Regions from separate parts of the Mus musculus genome. Here region 1 is linked to region 2. Evidence: chromatin contacts called from public HiChIP or PLAC-seq data. All regions are on one chromosome and are shown on one strand. Each heading gives the region's core, a stretch centred on a gene start, on an enhancer-like site or on the middle of the called end of the contact. The rest is flanking DNA. Distances are from core to core; before and after follow the strand shown.

The links. HiChIP or PLAC-seq counts read pairs in DNA pulled down with a chosen protein or histone mark.
Region 1: an H3K4me3 HiChIP or PLAC-seq map of bone marrow-derived macrophages shows a contact between it and region 2, with 6 times the contacts expected there. The contact joins two enhancer-like sites. A contact is called at or near these places in 1 of 115 datasets of contacts at active chromatin or transcription factors (bone marrow-derived macrophages) and 2 of 9 other capture datasets (adipose tissue and liver).

The regions. Positions count from the first base shown.
Region 1 is chr4:59,471,777-59,479,023 of GRCm38.p6, reverse strand. It overlaps Ptbp3 (polypyrimidine tract binding protein 3), which reads left to right. Exons shown (of 14, transcript NM_178164.3): 13 at 1,792-1,869; 14 at 2,009-7,156. The coding sequence ends at 2,141. Among named protein-coding and RNA genes, the nearest start is that of Susd1, 37 kb to the right of the region's middle. Within about 2 kb of position 5,248, at least 2 of the 459 cell types and tissues checked have an H3K27ac peak or open chromatin away from gene starts, as enhancers often do. A contact at or near this core is called in bone marrow-derived macrophages, where this site is marked.
Region 2 is chr4:59,237,860-59,245,104 of GRCm38.p6, reverse strand. No RefSeq gene overlaps it. Among named protein-coding and RNA genes, the nearest start is that of Gm12596, 19 kb to the left of the region's middle. Within about 2 kb of position 5,689, at least 164 of the 459 cell types and tissues checked have an H3K27ac peak or open chromatin away from gene starts, as enhancers often do. A contact at or near this core is called in bone marrow-derived macrophages, where this site is marked.

The DNA.
Region 1 (7,247 bases), core at 3,999-6,498, 230 kb before region 2:
TTGAGCTAGGCACCCAGCCTTCTTTTTATGTTGATGCTTCTAAAACTTGAGACCTTCCTATCTCATCTTCTTCTTGAGCAGCTGGAATTGTTGACTTTAACCATTATGCCCAGTTTGTTTGTTTCTTGAGCGTAGCACATTATGGAGGAGCTGGTCACCATTATAGTTACATAAGACATTAAAGGTGAAGAAAGAAATACTGGTGTTTCTCAACTATTCCTAAGTTGTAGGCTCTGTGCCAGTGTTTTACACGTGTCACCTCATTTTATCTCTACAGCAACCCCTTTTTAAAGTGATTTGTTTATTTTTATTTCATGTGCATTGGTGTTTTGTTTGAATGCTTGTCTGTGAGGGAGTGTTGGTCTCTTGAAGTTTGAGTTACAGACAGTTATGAGCCTCCATGTGGGTGCCAGAAATTGAACCTGGGTCCTATGGAAGAGCAGCCAGTGCTCTTTGCCTCTGAGCTATCTCCGCAGTCCCTATAACAACCTTTTTATTTTTGCTTTGTTTTTTATCTAAACTCCATATAACAAATACATACCTTTTGACTATTATAAGTATATGGTGCAGTACACATTCTCATTAAGTACATTCATAGTTTTTGTAACTTTCCACTCCTATCCGCATCACCATTCCATCATCCAAGATGAAAGGGTCCCATTAAACAATCACACTCCATATTTCTGTGAGCTCTAGTCTGGTAACTAACTATTCTACCTTAACTTATTAGTTTATCCATAATAGCCTTTAAAGCAGTCATTAGGTTCAGTTTATTGATGGTACCCACACTCAGGAGGACAGTTCATTCAAAAGGACATACAGCCAGGCATGGTGGCGCACACCTTTAATCCCAGCACTCAGGGGGCAGAGGCAGGTGGATTTTTGAATTCGAGGCCAGCCTAGTCTACAAAGTGAGTTCCAGGACAGCCAGAGCTATACAGAGAAACCCTGTCTCGAAAAAAACAAAAAACAAAACAAAAAGGATATACAAATGAGAGGGAATACGGTGTAAGCACAGCTGTTTCCTTGAAGAACTATTGATTATTTTCCATCATGTGACTCTGTAATAGATCATGTCATGTTAGTTATTATAGCACTATATAACACTACTCCCAAACACCACATAATAGTAAATATTTCTTATCTCATACTTTTAATCAGGAATGTAGAGGTGGCTCAACTGGTGATCTCTGAGTATGTTTCATAAGGCTGTGGTCAGAATGCCAGGCAAAGGAGTACCAGAGGATATAGCTCAGTGGTAGAGCTTGTACTTAACATGTAGTTAACTTAACATGTAGTTAAACTCTGGGTTCAGTTCTTGACACATACTGCTGTCTCTGATATCCTAAGGGCTCCAGAGGACTTGTTACAGTATGAGAGGATAGCCAGGATGTAAATATTTGGAAGTAAGTCATTAGAGATCATCTCAGAGATTGGCTATCCCATACACATTCTGAAACCTTGAAAACTATAGAAAGTGTATAATTCTAGGCTATAGCAGGTAAGCCAGAGCTGGGTATGTAGCTTTGTTATTACTTGTGTTAATTACTAATGCCAGTAGTGTGAGAATAATAATCATTTTGAAAAAATAGCTATGGCTGTTATTTTTAGTTTTGCCTTTATATACTTTTCACCATCTCCAGATATGTATATATCAGTCTTGACTGTTCTGAGGTTCAGAATACATTGTTGGGGATATAAAGTATGCTAGAGATTTGATGACAGTCTAAGTTCATCCTTGATTTGTTTGCAAGTGGGGCTAATATAGTTGACACTCTGATATTTTCACAGTCCTTCTGTCACAATGGATGACCTGAAGAACCTGTTCACAGAAGCTGGATGCTCAGTGAAGGCTTTTAAGTTCTTCCAGTAAGTCCTTGCTTTCTAAAGTAACATTTTATTTAACATGGATTGCTACTTTTTTTTAAAGTAGTTTAGCAAAGTCCAAAGGAAGGGAAGATTTAAAAGCAACATTAATTCTAAGTATTTGTGTATTTTGTCATTTTAGGAAAGACCGTAAGATGGCTCTCATTCAGTTGGGATCTGTGGAAGAAGCAATCCAGGCTCTTATTGAGCTTCACAATCATGACCTTGGAGAGAATCACCACCTCAGAGTTTCCTTCTCAAAATCCACCATCTGACCTTCCCGTGAAATTGTCTCCTTATACTGGACCACAGTTTCTGTAAGATCTTCAGGCACAGACTGAAGCAGCTCAAGACCATTTCTGCCTCTTCACAAAATAACTCTTCGGGAATTTGATATTCGAGAACAGTCAAAACAAGAGAGAGTCCTTTTCTTCCTCTCGTTTTCCCCAACAGTGTATGATCAAAAGTTTGCTTTGCCTTTGTATTGTGGTTTCTATGAAAATAACTTTCGGGGGGAAAAAATCAGGAAAATCTTTTTAAAATAATTTAATTCCCTGAATGAGATTTAAAAAGGACAGAGTTTCTTTCTGTTTGGGTCCAGAGCAGCCTTACATGACATTTCTAAACTCCTTTGTACTTTGAGAAATTTAAACATACAGACTTTTACAATTTCTTGATGTAATTTAAATCACCTACAACCAAGTTTTTTTAACTTTATGATTCAGAAGTTTCCCTGTAGAAAATGACATTCATTCACTTATAAAAATTATACCAGATATTTGCATCTATTGATAGTTATTATACATAACTACATGGAGATATATTGGAAACAGGTTTATAAACGTGCATGCTTTCTTTCAGATTTCTTTTTTCCCCCCACTGTAGCACACTCCTTTAAATAATGTCCATCTTCTCTTTTTAAGACCATTTGGAAAAGCAAAGTGTTGCAGTTGTCCCCAGGGAAACAGAAGTGAAATTCAGCCTGGATCTTTTACAATATCAGCATAATTAGTCATTTTAGGAAAAAAAATCATGTTTTAAATTTCAAAATGACACTGTCTAGTAATGTAATGTGATCTTGGAAAATTTTAAAAGAAAAATAATCCTACTTTTTTATAATTGTTTTCAGAAAAAAAGTTTACAGTCTTAAGGAAAAATATTCAGGTCTATCATATGGTTTGACAGATTTTTTAAAAGTTATTTTTGGTAAGGTCTTCTTTTAGAAAAAAAAATCTCAAGGGTTTTTTGTACCACTATAATCTCTAATACTCAGAATTACTGTGTATTTACTTAATTTCTTATTATGTGCCTTATTATGTGCTTAAGATACAATAGATTAGAATTTTATCTAAATATCTAGAAAGATAAATTGTGGGCTTGGTGAGCATTCTGTTATTTTTTCCTGTCTTGGATTTTAAGGGTTTTGGTTGTTTTTGTTTTGTTTTTTTCTTTTTTTCTCGTTGCAATTTTAAGTGGTTTTCAATAAGTAATAGTTTCTACTCAGATTTTTGGTGCTTTGGGATAGTGGTGGGATAGAGAAGGGTGAGTGGATTGGGAATAAATAACTCAGTGTGCACCTGTAGGCCTCTCTAGGTTGGCTGCCGCCAGCCGTCAGGGAAGTCTGAGCTGTAGACCTGCAGACTCGGATCTCTGTCTGTCTGCCTTCACTGCCCGTTAGATTTTGTCTCAGGATTACTTGATTCCTTCTCAGCACTCAAGTGAGAACCTGATTTTCTCTGTTAATGCGACTTCATTACAGATAGCCCACATATTTGGAGTATGAGAAAGTGGGTTATTTTTTTATATTCTGACCCTCTTACTTTTTTGGTTGAATGTAAAAAGTACATATTAATGTTGCTTCAATGATTGTGTCATGTAAAATTACTTTTTAATATGAAACTGCTTTTGTTAATTATTTCTTCAATGCGTGATTGGCTTTTAAAATACAGAATTTGTCAGAGGAATCAATTTTGTCCACCCCTTCTCACTTTTAATAATCTCAGAGTGGATCATCTCATCTTTTTAAAATATCTCAGTCTTTACTTTCAGCCATTAATTTGAACATTCTTTTAAAAAAAAAAAAGAATGAAGGAAAGAAAAAAATTGTATAAGCTGAAAGATAATTATAGGTTGAAGTCAAATCAGAATTCCCTCAATACAGAGCAACTATTGGTAGGCTAGGCAGGGAAATGCTAGATTGGGACGTTTCAGATGGGTTACCTTCATGTTGGTTGAATAGTTAGGTATGATGATTTTCCAGTGGGTGTTTTCCCACTTACATCTGAGGTGTATTTTCACCTGAATACTGAATAAGGGAGGGAAAAAATTAGGACTGTCTCCCCAAATTTGCTTTTTTTTCCCCTCACACAGACATTATCTTAATTTTCAGTGGCATTTTAAATTGGATTGCTTCCTTTATTTTGAGTTGGGAACTACTATGTAATTTATTAATTCATGGCACTCATATCATCCAGCATAAGTGTAGCAAAAGTTTTTGAGAATAGAAGGGAAATCATACTGGTGTTGAATGTAATTCTGAAGTAGGGATGGCCTTTAAATATGAGAGAGAACATTGAAATCCTTTTCAGGGATTTGTGTAGATATGTGTGCGTGTGTATGTGTGTGTATAAATAAGTGTATATACATACATATACTCTTTTAATGTTATATATACATGTGCACATTACATACATTTTAATTTATTGACAAAATTAACAGTGATTTGGGAACGTAAGATATGCTTGTTTTAAAAGAGCATGTTTGAAGCCATCAGATTGTGTCTAAAATTAGCTGTAGCATATGGATGCTGTCCATATTTGAGCTCTTTACTGTTTATTATAGAGGTCTACAATATTTGTGTTGGCATAGTTTTAAATATCAGGGTGGTGGGAAAATTCGATCTGTGTATTTTTATTTTAGCATGCAGTATTCAGTATCTTTTAAGCAGTGGTTAATTTGTGCTGTTGATGCCTTGCTGAGTTAATCTACTTTATTTTTCACTTTTCAAGGTATCCTGACTTTTACAAAGCATATATATTCAGGACTTAGAAAATAGCAGTACACATTTAATAATAGAGTTATATATCAAGATGTTTTACTTTGGGATTTAGATGTGTTTTGTGACAGATGAGAATATACAAGTCATGCATTCTCTTAATTGACAATTTGTTAGAATTTCAGGATTACCTGGTATCCCCATAGAATGTTATGCGATCTTTGGGACTAAATACTACAAGCAGCTCTTTGTAGCAGTGTTTGCACTGAATGTTTTAGAGTCATGGTTGCTGTCTTTTTAGTTCCTTCTTTGTCTTTTCCTACTGTGGTGATTAAGGGTCCTGTTGTGGTTTTGGAATTAGCCCTTATGATCCAGGCATAGTAGCACACAGCTGCAATTGAAGCACTGGAGGAAACTGATGGTTGTGACTTTAAACCCAGCCTGGACTGCAGACCATGCTCCATGCTAGTCTTGCTAAGATCCTGTGTCCTTCCCTTTCCCCAGTTAATCTACTATCAACTTTAAAGTCTTCATGTCATCAAGCAGAGCATTTACTTGAGTATATTATCGTGCAGTTCCTCATCTAGTCCCATAATGATCTTTTGTGCCTCAGTGAATCTACTTGTAAACTCCAAGCTTATCTCTTAGAAAACCCAGTGTGTACTGCTATTTTTAGAACCAAAAAGCATGACTATGATTGGAGCATTTTTCTCAGCCTTTCCTTTGTCTTGATCTATTGTCAATTCGAATAAAACTGCCAGACTTAAAATACTCACTATCGTGCTAAAACAAACAGTTTAGATTGTACATAACTTTGCAGTGTAACTCAGCTGTCTCCTTAAGGATTGTGTTAGATATAAGACTGTTTGCAGTCCTTTTTTCAGAGCAAATCCTAACAGGTACTTGTGAATTGTTTTAAAAATAGAAAATTACAGAAATCTTAATTTGGGGTGGGAGCTTAAAGGGAGAAAAACAAAACAGGACCAAAGTTTATGTGCCTTCTTCAGTAGTCTTAATTGACCTTTTCCTATTTGAGACTAAGGTAGCACTGGTATTTTGGTTTTCAGGAAATATCTACTATATAGATTAAGAGACTATTGTCCCTCAAACTGGTCATACAAGTGACTAGTTATGACTGAGTTAAAAAGTCAGCTACACTTATGCCTTCAGCATTATGTGTTACCAGTTGAAGAGCAGAACTGCTCTCGGTCTTTATGGTAGTCACCGTAGCTTTCGCAGCTTGTCAGGGGCCTTGGTGTTGATAGCAGTCATAACCGAAAGCTGCTCATAGCAAATTTCACTTCACACTGTCAGCAGAGGTTTGTTGGTATGTCCTTTGTAAGAACAGGTATTTTAGGTAGGAGGTTTTTGGTTTTGTTTTTGTTTTGGCGTCTTTAAGACTATCATCCTCTAGTCTTTTTTGTTTCTTGGTTGTCTTTTGTTATTTGTTTTTTTCCTTGCCACTCATTGTTACCCAGATCTTTAAAAACACATCCCATATCCAGGAAGTACTAATCACCAAGATTGCTGACCACACCAAGTTTTACACTGAAGTTTCACCTCATTGCTCTGACCAAAGACTGCTTGTTCTGGTTTTAACTCAAAGGTGAAGCATTTTCCCTGAGCTCTTTCCTAAAAGATCCCATGCAGAGCGGCCTTGACTTTTCCTTTCCTATTGGTGAATAGACTACTTAGAGAAAATGGGAGTTGACCATGAACAGAGCGAGACAGAAGGATGGACGGTTGTTTTCAGAACTGTATTTGAGGAAGGAATAGCACAGCTAGACGCCTCGAACATTGTCTAATGTTTTACATGGTCTGTTCATAAAATTCCCTTTTCTGTTTGTAAGGATGTTCATCTAACAGAAGAAAATGCTGTAAATATTTGTAACAACATTTTTTAAACCAGGCCAAAAAGAAAAAAAAAAAAGGTTTTCGGGAACAAGTTAACATATAAAGTGGTTTTATATAAAACAGCGATTGTCTTGTATATTTTGATAAGCAGCAGTACCAGATTTCATTTGTAATACAGTTTGTGGTATTGGAAGAAAAGGATTCTGTGATTGTCTAAGTGAATTATGTTATAAATGCAAAGAGGAGAAAATATTAAAAAACGTATTTTCTAACTGTGTAGTGCATGGTTAATTCAAGCTTCTGTACACTACAATATTGATTCCGCTTCCCTTAGGTTTGTATATTTGATAACTGTTCCTTGGAATCTCAGCCTCTTTTCCTAACACATATAGCATTGTAGCATGCCTTTTAATAAATGTCATGGCATCTGTACTCTCTTAAGGTTTTTCTGTGTTCTTGTCTGTACTTTGGGTTCCCTTTTGTCTTACCTGTAATCCCAATGATGTCATTTGTTTTGTTTTGTTTTGTTTTC
Region 2 (7,245 bases), core at 4,440-6,939:
TAGCCACACCCTTACTAACATTATGCCCCTCCACCCCTCTACCCCCACCCCCCACCCATGTCTCCAGTTAAGTTAGGAGTGATTATATATCTGAGTTCTACTGGCAAGGATCAATTCCTTTCTCAGAGCACTGTACCACTTCCGGGTTTTCCGTAATCTCCCAACTGCACTGTGAACTGCCTGCCGGTCAGTCACTGGAAGTGGCTGAGACTCTGCACAGCATTGGGTCATACTAACAAGTGATCAACAGAGAGTGCCCAAAGTCCAGATCGTGAGTGATTAACTGAATGAGCATAGATCTTGAGATTAAGGTTCGACACTGATGAACTGAGCACACACTGGAAAACATCAAGGGGTTTACACTAGCGTGGGAATTTCTAAGAGACTGGATTATGGGCATGTGGGTAGGAAGAGGAGGAAGAAACAATACCTTGTTATGAGAAAGAACAGCAGGCTGCCCACGTAGCAGGAGAGAAGAAAAGGGCAAGATATGTCAATAAACTTGCTGCCCTACACTGAAAAAAAAAACCTTCTCAAAGTCCTTCCCCTGTTTTACTGATGACTTCAGGGTGGCTTGAAGAGGAAGCAGTTAGGGAAAGTGATTTTTTAAAAAAAAAAATGAAATTCACTATATAACACTAATGGAGTTGTCTCAGAGAAAAAAGAAAGCGAGAGAGAGTTTTGTTGTGAAATGTAAGTTTTTAGGTAGAATGTGTGGTGGGATTCGGGGGATAGAATACAGTGGAACTTGTGGTCTCTGGAGCTGAGGCACTGAGTTTTCAGGGGAAGTTGAATGGTTAAGTTTGAGGTTCCGTTTGGGTGTAGCACTTCAGTGAAGACATTGAAGTCAGCTAGAGAGACTGAGAACTCCTGAATTGGAAGTAGGTAAGACCGAGTGTGTGAGTCTCTATGGCAGAGTGACACCTTCCTCCCAGCCAGAGGGCAGGCCTTGACATCTACAGCCCTTTCTGCACCAGTGAGGGCACCTGAATTTCAAAAGTACCCTGTGAAACTAGGAGGTAGCCTAATATCTTGTTTCTGCTGATGGACTAGAATACCACAGTAGGGATGCTAATGAACTATTACAGCATAGTAGGGCTAACACAAGGAGTGTTGGGCCTTCCAGCATCATCTGTGGAAAATGACACGGGTCTGCTGTTGCTGCTGTAGTGACATGACCTTGAAGTTGGTGATTTTTTTTTCTTTACAGGTCTGGAGGTTTGAAGTTGGAGATGAGGCGTGCAGGACTAGAGGTTGGGGCTGAATGGCTCTCCTCATGGAGGCCACGAGGATTGTCCTGTCTTGTCCTTTTCCAGCTCAGCAGCCCCCTGCTTTTCTTGTTTCTTGGACATTTGTCTCCGTCTTCAAAATAAGAAGACCGCATCTTCTGTCTCTTTTCCTTGCTTAAAGGACCTGTGGGGTTGTATTGGGCGCTCTTGAGTTAAACAAAACCCCCCACACACAAAACAAAACAGTATATGGTCTTACGTAAAGCCTTTATTTAGCTGGCTTAATTCCATCTGTGACCCTAATTCTTCTTTGTTATATGATATGACATCTTCACATCTCCTCCTTATTAGAAGGTTAGAATGTGTTCTCTTAGTTGGGGTGTGGGGTGTTATCCTGCCTAACATTTAGGGAGATTTTGTTTCAATGTAACAAGGCAAAAAGATGATTATCTTTATTTTCTTGTATTTTTTTTTTATCAAGTAGAAAGATTTTTGTGTCCAAAAGAGAAGGATCAACCCTGGTTAAAATCAAACTTCAAAACTGAATAAAGAGGCCAAGCACGCCAACAGGCAGCATGCAGATGAAGGTGGTTCTCGGCAAATTCCAGGCCATCTTCCACTAGCTTAGTTTATTCAGCTAGTTCCAGGATAGCTAGGTAGGGGTGTGTGTGTGTGTATGTGTGTGAGAGAGAGAGAGAGAGAGAGAGTGTGTGTGTGTGTGTGTGTGTGTGTGAGAGAGTATGTGTGTGTGTGAGAGAGTATGTGTGTGTATGTGTGTGTGTGTGTGTGTGTGTGTATGTGTGTGTGTGTATGAGAGAGAGTGTGTGTATGTGTGTGTGTGAGTGTGTGTGTATGTGTGGTGTGTGTGTATGAGAGAGAGAGAGAGAGAGAGAGAGAAAGTGTGTGTGCTTAGCTATACAGACAGGTGCAGAACCACAGGATTAAGTTTGGCTGTACTCCTCAAACACCTTCTGTTTGGTTTGAGATTTTGAGGCAAGGTCTCTAAACTACCTATTCTGGCTGATCTGGCTGACCACTAAGAGCACGGGGCACACATGTCTACCTTCCCAGCACCAAGGCTATAGGTGCACATCCGAATCATCAGGCCCAGATTTTTCTGTGGGGATCCAGGCTCAGACCCTCGTGTATATCATTACTTGCTGTTCCCCCCCACCCAGAACCTGGGTTACTGTCTTAAAGGAGTTTGGTATGACTGCATCACTAACCTATAATAACCTCCACAAGCTTTGCTGGGGCAGAGATCGCCCATGAATCACCTGTACATTATCAGTGGTGTGTTGCAATCGACGCATGCTCCATCACATGAGCTGATTGTGCACATACATCTCTTTCCAACTCCATGTTCAATGATGCCATATTGGTAGTTTGGAATCCTCCATGTTGGCAGTAGTACTTTATAGAAATCAGGAGACAGTGTAAACCAGGGCCTTCCCCCTGGGCTGTTAAACATTTACCACCACAGCATTGCCTGCTCTGCAAGTATCTAGTACAGTGCCAAGACACAGCAGGTACTAGATAAATGTTTGCTCAGGAAATAATAACTTGAATAAGACAGGAAACAAAGTCTTCTACAATAAAATTGAGATTAAATACAGATATACTAGCTGGGTGGTAGCACAAAATAATTTTAGGAAAGAGGGGGGGAGGGGGAGGGAGAGAGAGAGGGAGAGGGAGAGAGAGAGAGAGAGAGAGAGAGAGAGAGAGAGAGAGAGAGATTCATTATCAAGTCAGAGAGGAGAATTTTCTAAGGGTGGACACAGAGTCTGGTCTTGAGAATTTTGCACAATTCTTTGCCTTCGTGAGAGAATGAATGTATTGTGTCCTATGAAAAAGTCTTCACCACCTGAATGACGAATGAAATTAAGCCAGATGAAATCTCACAGGCACAAGTATGAAGTCCTGTTCTAGGACTGAATAGGAATGAAACCAGCACAGGTTGTAAGGATAGAGGGACGCAGGGATGAGGGTGTAGCCTGGCTGCATGAGTGTGACAGACACAGGTGAAGAAGCTCAGAGCACAATGTGCAAGTGCCCACAGATGAACGTCTGGGGGGAGTGACCAGATGCAGAACCTACTGTGTGGGGCCAACTAGAACAAGTTGTGAATGCTTTCTCTGGAGAAAGGAGGACTTTAAGGAACACCCTATCGACACCAAGTATTGTGTCATCTAGACAGGGCCATGACCATACCCAACTTTAGGGGGCCCTTGAGGAGAGCAACAGCCAGAGAAGCGTTTAGTTGGCATTCGGAAAGCAGCGCCCCTGTGAATGGGAGGAGCTCCCAGGAACTGTATGTATCTCAGGAGGCATCTCAGGACTCCTGAAAAGAAGTTCCTTAAGCTTGGATGGATTGAAGCAGAGGTGGATTGTCAAGTGCCCTGGCTGTGCAATGGGAGATTCTTGAAACGGAAAAACTGCAGGAGGGCTTGTTATGCTTTGTGGGTGACTAACAGACTTGCAACTATTTAAAAATTATTTTTATGTTTATTTTATGTGAGTGTGTGCCTGCATGTATGTATATGTAGTACCCATGGAGGCCAGAAGAGGGAGTCCCATCCCCTGCAACTAGAGCTAGAGATGGTTGTGAGTCACCCCATATGGGTGTTGGGAACTGAAACCCAGGACCTCTGCAAGATCAGCGAGTGTTCTTAATCACTGAGGGATCTTTCCAGCCTTCCACCCCACGCCCTGAACTTCCAACTCGGAAGTTCCCTAATCTCAGGAATGGCAATAATCACTCAGGGGGCTCATGCTTGTGCCAAGTATTGAGTTAGGTGCTTCACATGGCTGGCTGAGGCTAAGGTTCAAAACAATGTGTCAAAGTGCATATTGTTATCCTTAACTTAGAGGTGAAGAAATGGAGACTCGGAGATTAATTGTTCATAGTCATCCAGAAATGGGGATAGGGTTTGTGCTTGGAAACACGTGACTCCTGGATGCTTCTGGAGCACTGTGGGAGGGGGGACTGACGATTCTCCCCCTCTCCCAGTGTTGTTAGCAGTACGGTGCCAGTCAATATCAGACCCACACTCAAGGAGACTTGTGGGAAGAGGCAGGCTGGGAAGGAGATAGAGCCATAGCGTCCGATGCTGTCTGGTGAGTGGTGGGTATCTCACCCACCAAGTCCGTCATACCCTTTGAGCTTTGATGCTAGGATTGAAGATCTCCTCTAGGATCTAGGGTGGATCCTCTGTAGGATTAGAATATTACTCTGCTCCATCCCTTGGACTGTCGTCAGAAATTCACAGTCCTCTCAGGAGAATGACACTCCCGAAGAATAGACACTTAACCGGGCCTGCCTCTTTAGATGAAAGGAGGTGAGCCGGAGTCCGTCTTACCCCACCACCATGATGATGTGACTTGGTCCTGATGTTGACTCTGCGGATGCATAACCACCCCCAGGATTGCTCACGCGGAGTCACTGTCAGAGCAGGTTTCCTGGGAGCAGCAGGGGAGCTGACGTAGGAATCATGATCTTTGAATCACCCATTTATTACATAACTAATCGGTACCACAGAGCTTGGGTGTTCACTGTATGGCGCCATAGGCTGGGGCCACACCTCTTCATTGCTGGAATAGCTTGCCTGGCTGGCTCCCGAAGCATTTAAAGATACTGGCTTACCTGCAAGAACTAGTGTCTTCCCTCTTGCCTAAGATGGCCATTTCCTACCTGCTGGTAATGTCTCTCTACAGTGTGAGAATGTGCTTGTGGGCTAGTGTCGTACAATGAGAAATTCCTTTGGATTTCTCTGGAGCCACCCTTACTGACAATGCCTCATACACCTAGAACCACCCTCTGCCCATTATCAGAGGGCGAACTCCTCTTATCCCTTCTTATCCCATTGCACAGTGCACCCTCTACCTGCATGAGATGCCTGCCCTTTTCTCTAGGACCCTGTTACTAAATGTCATCTTTCTGAACATCTGGCAGGTATGGGTTGATGGTACGTCATGGAAAGGCTGAGGGAGGCTGGCTCTCTGAATCACAAACCCAAGGGCTGAGGAGGAAGCCTGCACTGGGCTCCTGTCCTCTACTGTCACAGAGACAAGCGAGTTCTAAAGCCCCTCTTACTACAGAATTTGCTTCTGCCTGTGACAGTAGCTGGAGACAGTTCCCGATGGTGCATTATGCTCTGGGGTTTCAAGTTCGACAGTATTAAATGCCTCTACGACCAGGGTAACCTGAGAGATGGCCTTTTAATCACTTCTTGCTCAATGTCTCATATTACATAGTCACAGAACTCCCAGCCTAGGTCTTTGTCAGATGGGCTGAACAATTGGTGAATAGTTCGAGTGCTTAACCTGCAATCCGTAAGAGTCGGGAGGCGTTCTCTGTGGCGTTCTATTGGGAAAATGAGAGGAGAGCTGACAGGGGAGATACCGCCTCTTTACTCATTCTCAACCGAGACAGGCTTGCTGGCTGGAACATGAGTCATCTCCTGTCACCTGATGTAGAGAATTCCAAAGAACTCTACTTCCTCATTATGTCATTGGTTCTGGACACTCCAGGGAGAAGAATTAAAAAAAAAAAAAAAAACAAAAAACAAAAAAAAAACAGAGGTTTGCTAATGGCTGGAATATACCTGCCAAACAACTTCCTAGGAGTGAAGAGGTTAGGTCAAAAGGCATGTACATTTGTACTTTGGGTCCTGTCTGTGACACGTTTTAGGCCCACCAGCAGTGTAGATGGACAACTGTTTTTCTACACCTTTGCAAGTAAAATGTGCCTTTAAACTTGGCTCGTTTTCTAAGTGGAAATAAAAGAGTTGACAACGAACCAGGACGGTGACAGGGGACACTCACTGGATACTGTCTGGAAGAGGAAACCCGGCTTCTGTAACTGTTGTCCTGGAGTTTACTCCTGCTGCTCTGGATCTTAAGGACAGAATAGGGTAGAGGTGGGGAAGATGGGGCAGAGAACAATAAGGGGATGAGGCAAGACGGGAAACAGAAAGCAAACAGAAGGGATGAAGAGAAAGAGGAAGAGGAGCAACAGAGAACTGGACGAACCAGGACAGAGGGCAGGAAGTTGCAGTCCTTGGCACCCCAGTCACACTTCTGCCTTCTCTGTACTCACTGACCTCACCCCGCCTGGGCACACATTTCTACCAGGCACCCCACTTCCTCTAAGCAAGCGGTCATGTCACACATAGCTCAGTTCTCCTGCCATTCTCAGACCTCTGGTTATGGAAACATCTGATGTCCAAGAAATCTCTGCTAGCAATTTTGCCAAGAAAAGAAGTTCAGAGTCATATATTGCAGTGTGTCACACAGTGCACCCTTTTGTACACATATCTTTACTTGCAAATGTTTATTGCAATGAGCCATTGGTCTGTTTCAAGGCTTCTGGCTTCAGATTTTTGTTTGTTTGTTTGTTTTATTTTATTTTATTTTATGGTAGGGGAGGTTGCAAAAGTGGAAGGTGGATACAAAGGGATGGGGAGATGAGTGGTATTGGGGTGCATGATGTAAAATTCATGAAGAATCCATACAATGGGTTTTTTAAAAAGTATTTAACAAACTGAGTCAAGATAGGATGTCCAGTATTCATAAGCTGTAATACATGCTAGTTTGGAGTTTCATGATAGCAGTGGTTTTTGGTCCCTTGTGCTCCTGTAAGCAATTCCTTCTTCCATATGCTGGTAAGCAACTCCAGTAAAACTTATTGGTTGGAGAAAGAAGGAGGAGAAGAAGGAGGAGGAGGAGGAGGAGAAGGAGGAGGAGGAAGAAGAGGAGGAGGAGGGGAGGGGAGGAGGGGAGGGGAGGAGGAAGAGGAGGGAGAAGAGGAGAAGAAGAGGAGGAAGAGAAGAGGGGGGAAAGAAGAGGAGGAAGGAGGAGGAGAAGAAGAAGAGGAAGAGGAATAAGATATGTTCAGAGGGAAGGTGAGGTTTCCAAAGCTGTGGCCAGCTAACATGGGATGTGAGAAATGATCACACAAAGTCTGGTCCTAATACCATTCCTGTGCTAATAGTGAGGAATTAAAAACTAACTACTA